Linked DNA regions of Mus musculus: region 1 is linked to region 2. Evidence: chromatin contacts called from public Hi-C data. All regions are on one chromosome and are shown on one strand. The core of a region is the stretch at or near the end of the contact, and the rest is flanking DNA. Distances in the headings are between cores, read along the strand shown. Region 1 has its middle 23 kb from the start of Slain2. Region 2 overlaps Tec (tec protein tyrosine kinase).

Evidence for each region. A called contact is a pair of places that touch in the nucleus more often than the background predicts.
Region 1: a Hi-C map of the Ba/F3 cell line shows a contact between it and region 2, with 2.3 times the contacts expected there. The contact joins two enhancer-like sites. A contact is called at or near these places in 3 of 39 promoter capture datasets (the 3T3-L1 cell line, the C10 cell line and HPC-7-derived erythroid cells), 3 of 15 datasets of contacts at CTCF or cohesin (CD8 T cells, large pre-B cells and pro-B cells), 2 of 484 Hi-C or Micro-C datasets (the Ba/F3 cell line and bone marrow-derived macrophages), 1 of 115 datasets of contacts at active chromatin or transcription factors (large pre-B cells) and 2 of 9 other capture datasets (adipose tissue and liver).

What each region holds. Positions count from the first base shown.
Region 1 is chr5:72,890,291-72,893,248 of GRCm38.p6, reverse strand. No RefSeq gene overlaps it. Among named protein-coding and RNA genes, the nearest start is that of Slain2, 23 kb to the left of the region's middle. Within about 2 kb of position 1,553, at least 8 of the 459 cell types and tissues checked have an H3K27ac peak or open chromatin away from gene starts, as enhancers often do. A contact at or near this core is called in the Ba/F3 cell line, where this site is marked.
Region 2 is chr5:72,758,430-72,761,669 of GRCm38.p6, reverse strand. Tec (tec protein tyrosine kinase) reads left to right here. Exons shown (of 19, transcript NM_001113460.2): 16 at 1,263-1,327. Among named protein-coding and RNA genes, the nearest start is that of Txk, 7.3 kb to the right of the region's middle. Within about 2 kb of position 1,954, at least 30 of the 459 cell types and tissues checked have an H3K27ac peak or open chromatin away from gene starts, as enhancers often do. A contact at or near this core is called in the Ba/F3 cell line, where this site is marked.

The DNA of each region.
Region 1 (2,958 bases), core at 304-2,803, 130 kb before region 2:
TGTTGGCTATGTATAGGTATGAGTTACAGATGTTGGCTATGTATAGGTACAGTATGGATGGGCGTGGGGGTCTGTTTGGCAAGAATGCCTGGTAAGAGTGGCATCTTGGTAACAGTGAGCACGCCTCACACCAGTTTGGTGTCTAAAGTAATTGACTGAAAGGACCTGGAGCTCACTGGAGAAGTTTCCAATTCCAGGTTGCCGAGGGAGACCCAAGATAAGATAAAGATCATTTTGCAACTGAGAATAGGGAAGGTCTCAGGTCTACAGGACATGTTAAAGAGGATCCCACTTGCCAAATTTGGGACAACATTAGCACCAAAAATAAATATTAGTTGTGGATTCTAAGCCAAAGAGTAAAATGAAATATGCCATATATTGGCATGCAGAAGTGAATGAATGTGTAAGTGAGTGTCCATATTATAATAGCCTGCCAAGTAGGGAAGGTAAAAGAAACAACAGAGTCAGGAGGCAGCAGCTGCTAACAGTTGAGGAAACAGTTGGTCAAAGTTTCACTAGAGAAAGGATGCTTGTATGGTCCCAACCTGTTATCCCATCAACATACTGGGTTTGGGTTTGTTTGTTTGTTTGTTTGTTTGTTTTAACTAGGAGCCGGAAACATTATTCACTTAGCAACAGAGAAACAAAATAGTTGCTCATTAAAGAGACAAGTTGATGCTGCGTGCCTCCTGATTTTGTTCTGAGAAAAGAAAATTGAGTGAGGGATGGAGGGAATATAGATGATTGATGGATGGGCAGATAGAAAGACAGACAGAATGTTAAAGCACCATTAAGCAGTGAATCCGAGTCCTAGATGAAGAGGATATAATACCTTTAGGCTCGTGTTGTATAATTTTCTCCCCCCCTCCCATTATTTTTTTTTAGAAAGTACCATATCCTTTTAAAAAATTAGGTATTTATTTCATTTACATTTCCAATGCTATCCCAAAAGTCCCCCACATGCTCCCCCACCCACCCACTCCCACTTCTTGGCCCTGGCGTTCCCCTGTACTGGGGCATATAAAGTTTGCACAACCAATGGGCCTCTCTTTCCAGTGATGGCTGACTAGGCCATCTTTTGATACATATGCAGCTAGAGTCAAGAGCTCCGGGGTACTGGTTAGTTCATAATGTTGTTGCACCTATAGGGTTGCAGATCTCTTTAGCTCCTTGGATACTTTCTCTAGCTCCTCCATTGGGGGCCCTGTGATCCATCCAATAGCTGACTGTGAGCATCCACTTCTGTGTTTGCTAGGCCCCAGCACAGTCTCACAAGAGACAGCTATATCTGGGTCCTTTCAGCAAAAAATATAACTCTTAGAAAAACACCACTGACACAGTATGAGTGAGTAAATTGGCTAGGAGAGACAGTAAGTATTTGAGGTGTGAGATGCAAGACGCGAGACGTGAGGTGCAATCTCAGTTACCACCAGGATCCGGATCACAATCCCGGTGACATTCCGGCAGCTAGTGTCCACACCCTTCAAAGTAAAAAGTCAATACCTCGAGGTAACAGAGAGACAATGCAGTAACCTCGCCGAAAGCCAGGAAGCGCCACCTAGTGGCAAGAAGGAGACTTTACTATGGAATTCAAACTGCGGGGGCCCATTTGGGCTCCTACCAGCCAGGGCGTCAAAATCCCCAGGGTGATCTATCTTCAGCTAGCTTGATAAAGTCAAATTTACCAAGTGTCTTAATGATTACTGAAAAGTTTTTTTTTTTCCTGAGAGGATTTAGTTTTCGTTTGTTTGATTTGTTTTTTAATGCAAGAATACTTTGCAAGGCTGGGTGGTGCACAGCATCTGTCTTTAATCCCAGCATTTGAACTCAGTGAGCCTCCTGCCTCTGTCTTCCGAGTGCTGGGGTTAAGGCACCAGCCGGGCTCAGCTGCAACAAGTGTTCTTAACCACCATCTCTCTATCCCTCTCAATATTTTATTTATTTAGAGGAAAACCTTCTGAAGCAAAGATGGCAAAAAATATGTAAATAACGTAGAAAAGACCACGTATTGGACATTGATTTATTTAGTGAGTTATAGAAAGCACTGCTGTACTGCCTAGTTACCAAGCGTGACTTGCTTCTGTTCTAGGTACCCTTGCTACCTGGAACAGAAAGCCCGGGAGCCGAAACAATGGGCCATATCCTTTAACAACCTGCTGACTGCTGACTGCCACATAGGCTTCTGTAAGATCTACACTGTTCACTCCACACTGTGGGTTTAGACCAGTGTTTCTCAAGCTTCACAATGCTGAGACCCTTTAATACAGTTCTTCATGCTGTGCTGACCCCCAGCCATACAATCATTATCGTCGCTAATTCATCACTGTGATTTTACGAGTGCCATGAATTGTAATGTAAATATCTGATAGTGACCTCTGTGAAACAGTTGTCCCTAAAGGGGTCACAACCTACAGGTTGAGAACCACTGTTTTAGAGTAGAAAATGAAACTACAAATAGGACCCGATCCTGAGGGCTTTCAGGAACGATCCTGACTTCAGTCTACCCATGACATCTCTTCCTCTCCCCTCTGTGTCAGAGTGCTTATTCCAGAAAGATAGGCACTATTTAAATAGAGATGGTGAGACTAAAGGGGTAGTCCAGTGGTTAGGATCACTTGCTGTTCTTCTAGAGAACCCCGGTTCAATTCCCAGCACCCACGTGGTGGCTCACAGCTATGTTACTCCAGTTCTTCTTCTTCTTCTTCTTCTTCTTCTTCTTCTTCTTCTTCTTCTTCTTCTTCTTCTTCTTCTTCTTCTTCTTCTTCTTCTTCTTCTTTTGTTTTTGTTTGTTTGTTTGTTTGTTTTTTGGTTTTTCGAGACAGGGTTTCTCTGTGTAGCCCTGGCTGTCCTGGAACTCACTTTGTAGGACCAGGCTGGCCTCGAACTCAGAAATCTGCCTGCCTCTGCCTCTCAAGTGCTGGGATTAAAGGCGTGTGCCACCCCGGTTTACTCCAGTTC
Region 2 (3,240 bases), core at 705-3,204:
AATACTAGCCAAGTTCATTCCCGGGATTCCCAGAGAATGCCTGCTAATTACATAAGCCCAGTGCTTATTAAGGCAAACCTATTAGGCTATAGACTTTTGACTTTGTCTGATCAGGGACAAGCATATATCCTAGTGTACTTCCCAGCTACAGTTACACACCTTCTGCTTACATGTGACCAAGCACATCCTGTGCACCTGGGGTAACCACCCTTGTTTACAGAAGTGAGAACACATGGCTTGTGGTCGTAGGCGGGCCACAGTCTTCAGCATTCCAGGAAGTTTCTGTCCTGGAAACAAGTGAAACTTACAGATTAAAGAAAAGTTTATTTTACAGATCTTTTAGGCACAGCAGTTTAAGACGTAAAACGTAACTTTTGCCCTCACAAAAGGAAGTGTCGAATGTGCCTTTCCCCTGAGTAAAGTGTTTCATGGGCTTGCAAGTGACAGTACCATGGCTGTCCTCCCGGGAAGGTGCAGATAATTCAAGAGGTGGGCATTAACTGTCACTTGAGAGAGACTCTTAAATGTGCTCAGAGGAAAGGAGCTCTGGGGAATTATCACACAGGAAAAACAAGCATCCGACGAGTGAGGGAGAAACCTTGCCCCATCAGTTGAGGTGTTAAAAACACCATTATTTTGCTTCTGAGAAGCCCTCTGTCATTCTACCAAATTATTATATTGGTTCATGTAATTCTTGATGGATTCAAGAATACACCAAACCCCAAATAACATATGTGTGTGTTTTACCAGCTGAGTATATTATGTCTTAATATATTAGCAACCTCATACACGATAAAGCAGGTCCTGTGTCTATACTTGGCCATTCTTCTGTCTGTTGAGGTGACCACTCTCAGGTTACTGGTCACTGTGATGATTGTGTGTTTCTACTGTTACCTAGAGAGAATTCATCTTTAATCTAGATTAAAGACTTAAGAGTGTTATCAACATCAGTAAGAAAATCACATAGTAATACAATAGGCCTGGACCAGGAAGAAGGTTGGAATGTCCGTTGATCCTCATGAAGTGTGATGTTGGTAAAGACAGTGCCATAATGCCTTGTGACATTTCTAATCTGTCTTTTTTTCAGGTTGCTTCAGATTTTTGTTGGAGGTACCTTCAGTATGGCTGTAAACAGTTTATATGAACACATGTACAGTTCTTTCTGATGTGGACTGTATTATATTTAGTAGAAAGTGAACTTCTGTTGTTCCTTTTTTTGCAGGACCTTTTAATAAATGTAACGTCATAATCTTGTTTTCCAGGCTGCCAGAAATTGTCTAGTGAATGAAGCAGGAGTTGTCAAAGTATCTGATTTTGGAATGGCCAGGTATGGCTGAGTACTGTGTGCTTTTAAGTGGTCACATTATATTTGAATAATTAATAAGCATGGGAAGGCCTTGGGAAATAGCTCAGAGGATAAATTGCTTCCCTCCCAAGCCTGAGTTTGACCAGAATGCAGGAAAAAATCCAGGAGTGGTGGCTTAGGCTTTGTAACCCCAGAACTGGAAAGGCAGAGACTGGTGGATCTCTGAGGCTCTCTGGCTAGAAAACCCAGATTAATTGATGAACCCTAAGCCGTTGAAAAGAGACTAGGCAGACAGCGTTCCTGCCCATGCAATCCAAGGTTGCCTCTGTCCTCTCTATGCACGAACTGCCCACAAGCAAACCCTCCCCAAACTGAAATAAAAACTCAGGCCTCGGGCCCTGGTTGTAGTGATGCTTGTTGTAATCTAGTACTTAGAGGTGGAGGCGGGAGAATCCGGATTTCAAAGTCATTCCTGGCTATATACCAAGTTTGAGGCCAGCCTGGGCTACATGAGATCCTGCCTTTAAAATTTTAATGTGGGAATGATTTGCACCAATAAAGCAATAAGGAAATCTCTTCAACTGTTGTAAGGGTAAATGAGGCTAATTACTATTGTGGCATTGGTAATTCTTTCCACTAGATGGTAGTAGAGCCTATATAATATCTCTCTCTCAATTTGTTTGGTGATTCAGTGCTTAGTATATCCTTGTTCGCAATGTTTTTAATCTCTTAGTTTTTCTACTTTTACTAGTGTTAGAATAGACGTTTAAGAAGCATTTTGTCTGTCCTCCCCTTTCCCTCTGTCCCTTGAGTCATGCATATATTAAAAATCAGGTGTCTACTGGGTGAGGAGCCTAACCCTGTGAGCCACATCGGTGAGTAAACTGAAGGCTGAGCCCACATGTAGTGCAAACGATGGAGAAAGGAGATACATAGCCCTGGGGAAAGTGACTGTGACAGAGCAGGGTGGGGTCAGCAGACAGTGGCTGTCAGTCCAGTCTGTGCCTTTTGTGCTCCAGATGTGTCGGAAAGGAACTTTTTATTTACAAACAGTTAAAAAAGAGACTAAAAGCATGTCAGGACACCTGAGAATTATCTGAAACCTAAGTCTCTGTCCATTGAAAAAACCAAAAACATAGTGTTATTGAGACTTTCAACTTGCAGTCTTGACTAACTGTTGATACCATCTGTGGTCACTTTCACACTGCAGATGAAAAACCTTGAGCTGTCACACGGACGGTGTGCCCTGCAGATACTGAAATCCTCTGTATTATCTGTTTCGTCTTTCCCTGAAATCTTCTACTGTTCGGTGAAAGAGCTAACTTGGGAGTGGGGGAAGGGACGGCCGCTGGAGATCTGGTGACCAGAAAGGCTTTTCTTGCATGGGAACATTGAGTGAACAACACAGGAGAACCATAGTGGTGCCACCTTAAGTCTGGGACTAGTGTGACCTGCCCAGGGAATCAGAAGAGGGCCAAGGAAGCTGGTCCAGAGGCAGAGCTAAGAGCAGTCAAGAAAGTAGAGCAATGTTGGGTCTTCGGGCCAACACCAACCCCCAAGAAGACGCTGGCCTTTGGTGGCCTGAATGCTATCTTTAGTAGTTTCTGATTCTCGAAGCTGATTACCCAGTCCTCTCTATGTGCTCTAGGTAAAGATAGTTAGCACCTGAAGGGGAACCCTGCACTGTCTATCGCCATTCTTCATATTTGGCTTGCAGAAAGCTGGTACTTTTCCACCAGTCCTTTTAGAACTACTCCTTATGCACTACATTCAGACGTCTCTGACTGACAACTATTTGATCCAGCCCAAGGTGGCATTGTCCACCAGATACCATTTTTGTCCATTCAAGGGGAAGTCGGTGTGCTCATCTGAATCTTTGCTCCTGGCAGCTTTAGCATTGACTTCCTATAAATATGTAATGCATTAACAATCCC